2 separate regions of the Gossypium hirsutum genome follow, and region 1 is linked to region 2. A link is a contact called in public Hi-C data. All regions are on one chromosome and are shown on one strand. Each heading gives the region's core, a stretch centred on a gene start, on an enhancer-like site or on the middle of the called end of the contact. The rest is flanking DNA. Distances are from core to core; before and after follow the strand shown.

Region 1 (3,660 bases), core at 844-3,343, 54 kb before region 2:
AATGTTTTATGATATTTTGCAAAGATCTAGAACAGTTCACACCTCTGTCATTGTGGGAGAGAGTGAAGGCATTCCGATCTCTTGGTGAGGAGGGAAGCCTGAAACTTTATAATATTAGCAATATTGAGTATGTCATGCAACAACAAATGACGAAACAGTTAATAAACAATGTAAAACCCTTGAACCGATGCACAGGGTTCAATTTAAAACACTTTTTAAACATCATTTCAACTGCCATGTTCTCAGCCATAAATATAACAAACCTATATACTGGTGAAAACAACTTGAAAAATCTAAATATGCTACATCAATCCAGCATAACCTAAGTGATAAAACTAGAACAACAAAAATAGTAATAAAGAAAGGTTCTATAGCAATGCCTTGTAAAAGAGAGAAGAAGAATGAACTATAGTAATAATGTCTTGCTTCTTAAATATAGTGCAGTCACATTACTTATTATTCAGAAACCAGATAAACAAGCTTCATATTACACAAATTTATTATCCATAAACTACATTCCTATCATCTGAGCTGTCCCATAAAGAAGGGTATTGAACAAGCCACAGAAGGAATTAAGAATAATATAATATTACAGCGCATCAATGAAGTCACAAATTAGCATTTGGCATGAGGTTAGTAGGTTCATAAGTTAAACACACATTCTTGTTGTAATCACTAGTCAGTGCACAACTTTTAACAATTTAAAAAATAGGCTCCTTTAGAGAATACAAAGTAGAAGATACCAGTACAACCTATGACATTTGTAGCAATAATCTATACCTGCATCTGATGCAAATCCTCTCCTTGACTGTACCTGAGAACTGATAATGGATACAGGGAAAATGTTTAGATGCTTGAAATGATTTTAAAGCCATTACTAGGAAATAGTAAAACTTTCCAATAAGATCACAAAAAATGCTGGAATGAATACCATGTGAGCTCTCTGCTGTATGCCACACCACCTGTTGGAATTCCCAATCTCATTGTTGTCCTAGAACAATTGTTCCTAGGTAAACCAGATGATACCTGCATAACAAGATGTGGAACAGTTAGTATTGGCAAACCAAGTCTTGAATTCAATCAAGAATGTAATACACAAGCAGAGCATAGTCTGCAGCAAAGAAAAAGGAAAATATGCAACAAAAATGCTACAGTAATTATTGCTCCACCAATGATAAAAAGAGGAGGCACTTACATGGTAACATGCAACAAACTTGGATACCCTCTCTCTTTCTGCAGCTGCATAACCAAAATTTTATCCACTCCATTACGCTTTCAGAAAACTGACAAACTATTACCTCTCACTAAATACAATTACAAGTTCAAAGTAAAAATTAGTAAACCAGCCGGTCGGCACGAGTGAACCTAGCAAGAAATATAAGCAAACCTTACAAGGTATGACAAAACCTTCAATAAAACCATCTAACTGGGAGGCTTTTGATTGCCTACTTGGCTGAATAAAACACAAAATAGCTCTCATGCTTAATGATTGTAGAAACTTGATATTTATGCTACTCGGACTCAAGTGTGAGTATCAGATACAGGTACATGCCCAATATTCATCTGTTCAATTCTTTTAAGTTTTCCACCCCAACATACATGAGAAACAAGTAAGAAAACCATCTTGATAGCATTATGTACCTTCACTTTTACAAACAGAGGATTGTGCTCCATTGGAAAAGCAACGAACCAAAACCGCATGATCATGCCGCAATAAGTTAGGAACATTCCTTAACTGTAATAACAGAAATTCAGAACAAATAACAAAGCTAAAAAAAAAACATAAATTAAAAGCTATAATTCGACCATGATCTATAAACGAATTTGAATCTAGGACTGATTCAAAGTCATCCATACATATCCATTATCCATACATACAAGTAACGAATCGTGAATTGGGTACCTTTTTAGAGTGATTGATGATACGAGATGCGTAAGCCATGATTTTCTAAGATCACAGCAAATTTATTCAAAGCAATGGAAAAGAAAAAAGGAAAAAAAAAAGAAGGAAAATAAATTATGTTCTAAATTGATGAAGAGAGAGCAAGAAAAATAGAAATTTGTTTTTTTTTTCTTTTTAAATTTTATTTGGTTAGGTAGGAAGAAAAAAAAAGTGGGAAGATTTAGGGTTTGGCGGCACGAGGGATCTGACGTCACCTAATTTTTTAATTGCTTTTCTGTTTGTTTTGAGAGAAAAAAATATATAATTAATCTTATGGTTACATAAAAAATTAAATACCTAATTTCTTCATAATTTTTAATTTTTAAATTGATTATTCACATCAAATTAAATTAAAATTTTTATGATAGTATTCATCTATTCCAATTGCTTTCCAGTTTTACATTTAAATTTTTATATTTATAAAAATATAATTTTTTAAGTAAATTAAATTAAAGGGTATTGAATTATTAGTAAGTTTATATTTTGGTTACTTAATTTCATAATTTCACAAATTAATCATTAAATTATTTGAAAGTTTTCATTTAAGTTATTGGGTTGTTAAAATTTTTTTTCTTAAAAGCCTAACTGGCGAGTTCCAAGTGACGATTCAACAAATTGTACTTATTAATGAGTAAACAAACATAATTTAGATTTAAGTTGATCTTATGGTCAATATTGGAAATTGGATAAGAAAACTATTCAAATAAGAGGAAAATAAGAGTTTTCAATTGGTGTTGGTGGTGTGAATGGAGAAGTAGGTGTGTTTATATTTCGGTTAAAATCGAATTAACCGACCGAACCGATCTAATTCGGTTAATCGGTCGGTGGTCGAACTCAGTTTGATCGAAGGTCGGTCAATGATTTTTTGGAATTTCGTTATCAGTTAATTCTATTCGAAATCGTATAATTAATCAAACTTAATAATTATGTAGTGTTTTAAGGCTTAAATTTTCGGTTAATTTGGTTAACTTTCAAAGACAAATGAACATTATCAATGTATTTTTTATATGTTTTATATTTGTTTTAATAAAAAACAAAAACATATAAATTTCGATTAACTATTAAAGGATTGTATTGTTCGATTAATTCGATTAATACTAATTTGATTCGGTTAACAACCGAATCGATTGTTTGAACACCTTTATGGATAAGACCATGGCAATTTTTATAGCCTAATTACTCAAACAAAATTTTTTAAATAATTCAATGACCATTTTGTAACATTTTAAAGTTTAGTTAAAATTACTAATAGTTTAGAGACTTATGTGTAATTTACCCTTATTTTGTAGTTAAATAAAAACTATTTTTTATATTATATATTTTTAATTAAATTGACTTGGGTGAACCGAATTATAAAAGATGATTTATTTATTTTGAGTGCTTATTTTTTTATACAAATCACATATCTTTAACAAAAAACGAATTACAGTTAAACACACACCACAAACAGACAATTCTTACAGTTTTGAACTTGACAGATCACTTCTTTTATGATTTAAAAAAAATGAATTTTCACTAAGTTGATTCTTAGAAAATACCGAATTAGATCATTTGTCATTAGAGGTGGGTAAAACTTGATTCGACTCAAAAAAATCGAAAAAAATTCAAATTTTGAGTTAAACGAATCGAGTTATTCGAGTTAATTGAGTTATTCGAATCAACTCAAATTTTTTTATCAAATTTCGAGTTCGAATCGAGTTGAGTTTTTGAATTCGAAT
Region 2 (3,380 bases), core at 308-2,807:
AGTTCAAATTTAGCTCAAGAAAAGAATAAATTTCAAATTGACAAAAGATGCAAATATTAAGAACCAAAATTTACATTATGCCTAAAAAGAATTAAATACACTAACAACCCCTCCAACCCTTAGACCCAAGCTTAGTTGTCTTAATCAAAAGCATCTAAAATTGAAATAAGATTTGTAAATATAAGGCATAATACTTTTTTTCCACCCTCCAACTTAAAAAAAAAATTATTTTAACCCTCCATTTAATTTTTTAAAAATCTTTTTTAGCCCTTATTCTTACATTTGTTTTTTTGTCAAATCACCCTAAAATGAATGAAAAAGTTAATATTTTTAAACTTTACTAACATTGCATACACGTGGCTGACACATCTGTTGGAACATTTTCAAATATTTATAGTGTTCTAATAACTATAAATGAAAGGTCGCAATTAATCAAAAGTTATATCTTTTGGTTATTGATCAAGAGTTATATCACTTGATTTTTGACAAAGATTTACAATTATTCAAGCAATATTACTTGAATAGTTATGTTTATTTAAGAGATATTAATTGAATAATTATATCTCTTTTAAAGATGTGATTATTCAAAAAAAGACACATATTGAAAGTTATGTTTCTGTGAAGATATATGAGAATTTCTATAAATAGGGATGAGATTTATTTGGAAAACATACCAAAAAATTCTCAAAAATTCTTTATATCATCCCTCCATCTTCTACTATTTTTAGATTGTTCTATAAAGAATTATTGTAGAAATTCTTTACAGAAATTGATTTTCTTATTATACTCTGCTCAGTGCTTAGTGGACTATTTTCGTCAGTGCAAAACTCAAATAGTTACCAAGATTCATTGTATGCTCGAGGTTCATTTGCTTGAAACTTATTTGCACACCGAATATAGGTGGGGACGAATAGAACATTAAAATAATGACTTCATATACACCTTGGCGTCTTGTCATATTGCGTCATTTTTCTATTTGAGATTTTCCACATTGAAGTTTAGTTTTAACAATCAACATTTAATTAATTTTTTAAAATTAAAAAATTAAAAAATATAAAAACTATTTTTAAAAATTAAAAATCATTAAAATTATTATAAAATTTATAAAATATTTTTTATTTTAAAAAATTAATTAAATGTTGATGTGTCATCTATGTGACAATTCACATGTATGCCACGTTAGTAAAGTTAACAAATGTTAATTTCTTCACCCATTTTAGGGTGATTTTTAAAATGAGGTGGAGGGTAAAATTATTAATATATTTTAAATTTTCCCATTAATGAAATTGTAGCTTCAAACATAAAAGTAATTCAATGAAAATTAGAAAAAAGAATTTTATTATCAAATAAATTTATTCAAGTAAAATTTGTGAAAACAAAATTAGAATTTTCACTTAAAAATGTGATAAATATTACTAAAAATATTTATTTTAATGTTTCAAAAGATTGTTCACATTTATGGTTATATTTTATATCAATTGATATAAGGTAAGCACATACGTCACCTTAACAGACCAATTAACCTAACCATAATAGACTCTGTGAATCTGCTTGCTTTATCTTTACTATTCATAATCAAAGCTCTAATGGTTGAAACCCCATCTTCTTTAGCTTTATTTCATGTGCATCCTCTTCATAACTGTTCACTTTGCATCCACATCTCATTCAGTTTCCTTTGTTTCATCTTTCATTCACCAGAATCATGGGCAATTTCTGCTCAATCCAAATTGGTTTAGAGAATTTCATCCTTCGTGGCTTGGATTCCATTGCTGGACATGCTAATTACGTGTGCAAGCTTCAACAAACCCTTCCAACTTTATCTGCTGCTCTTCAAGAACTGAGGGCACAAAGGAACGACCTGCTACGGCAGGTTGATCTTGCAGAACAACGACTATTGAAGCCATTTGAGCAAGTACAGCTATGGCTTTCAAAAACAGAAACTATGACAACAGAGGCGGAAAAGTTGATTGCAGATGGCCCTCAAGAAATGAATAACTTGTGTCCCGGCGGCTGTGCTTCCATGAATTATTTGTCTAGCGACAAGTTTGGTAAAAAGGTGGCCGAAATGCTTCAAGAAATAAGTGATCATAAGAGTAAAGGAGTTTTTGAGAAAGTAGCGGAGAATCAGCCCGCAGCTTCAGTGGTAGTTAGACCTGTAGAGCAGCCAGTTGCTCTAGAATCCACAATCCAAAAGGTATGGAGCTGCATCGTGGACAAAGATGTGGGGATCATTGGCCTCTATGGCTTGGGGGGCGTTGGCAAGACAACTCTCTTGACCAAACTCAACAACAAGTTCAGCACCACACCGAATGATTTTGAAGTTGTTATCTGGGCATTGGTGTCTAAAGAGTCCGATGTTGGAAAGATTCAAGATAGGATTGGTGGAAATCTTGGGTTTTCAGATGACTCATGGAAGAATAAAAGTGTTGACCGGAAAACTACAGATATCTATGGGGTGTTGGGCGACAAGAAATTTGTTGTATTATTGGCTGATTTATGGGAGAGGGTGGATTTGAACTAAGTTGGGATACCAAAACCAAGCCAAGAGAATGGTTCCAAACTTATTTTTACTACTAGGTCTTTGGAGGTATGTGGTGAAATGGAAGCTCAAAAGAAAATCAAAGTGGAGTGCCTGGAAACGGAAAAGGCTTGGGAATTGTTTCGATCCAAGGTTGGAGATGAAACTCTCAACAGCCATCCAGATATTCTAAATCTAGCTAAACAAGTAGCTGAAAGGTGCGGTGGACTGCCTCTTGCACTAATTACAATCGGTCGTGCCATGGCTTGCAAGAAAACACTTGGGGAATGGAAATATGCAATTGAGATGTTGAAGCGATGTGCATTGCCAAAATTAGAAAATGAGGTATTTCCGCTTTTAAAATTCAGTTATGATAATTTGCCTAATGCCACAATGAAATGTTGCCTCCTATATTGTTGTTTGCATCCCGAAGGTTATTGTATTCCCAAAAGGAGATTAGTAGAGTATTGGTTTTGTGAAGGGATACTGAACGAATTTGATAGAATTAGTGAAGCTCAAATGCAAGGAGACAACATCATCTGCTCTCTTATCAGTGCTTGTTTATTGGAAAATGATGGTGAAATAGATGGAGAAGATTGTGTGAAGATGCATGATGTGATCCGTGACATGACTTTATGGATTACACGCGAGTTCGAAGCAACAGAGAATAATTTTTTTGTAAAAGCAGGGGCTCAATTGTTTCAAGAACCAGATGTTAAGGCATGGGAAAATGTAAAAAGAATGTCTGTGATGGAAAATAAGATTGAAGTTCTCAACAAAACACCCAAATGCCCTAGCCTTCGAACCTTGTTTCTTAGCCAAAATAAATTGAAAGTGATCAGCGATGGTTTCTTCCAATTTA

Evidence for each region. A called contact is a pair of places that touch in the nucleus more often than the background predicts.
Region 1: a contact with region 2 is called in a Hi-C map of leaf, with 2.2 times the contacts expected there. The contact joins the promoter of LOC107960303 here to the enhancer-like site in region 2. A contact is called at or near these places in 7 of 34 Hi-C or Micro-C datasets (anther, hypocotyl, leaf and 1 more).

Annotation. Positions count from the first base shown.
Region 1 is chrD06:65,022,392-65,026,051 of Gossypium_hirsutum_v2.1, reverse strand. It overlaps LOC107960303 (dihydrolipoyllysine-residue acetyltransferase component 2 of pyruvate dehydrogenase complex, mitochondrial), which reads right to left and starts at 2,093. Exons shown (of 19, transcript XM_016896622.2): 1 at 1,904-2,093; 2 at 1,642-1,735; 3 at 1,196-1,239; 4 at 932-1,026; 5 at 781-821; 6 at 43-98. The coding sequence starts at 1,942.
Region 2 is chrD06:64,968,063-64,971,442 of Gossypium_hirsutum_v2.1, reverse strand. It overlaps the pseudogene LOC107960307. Among protein-coding and RNA genes, the nearest start is that of LOC107960308, 9.8 kb to the right of the region's middle. Within about 2 kb of position 1,557, at least 7 of the 9 cell types and tissues checked have an H3K27ac peak or open chromatin away from gene starts, as enhancers often do. A contact at or near this core is called in leaf, where this site is marked.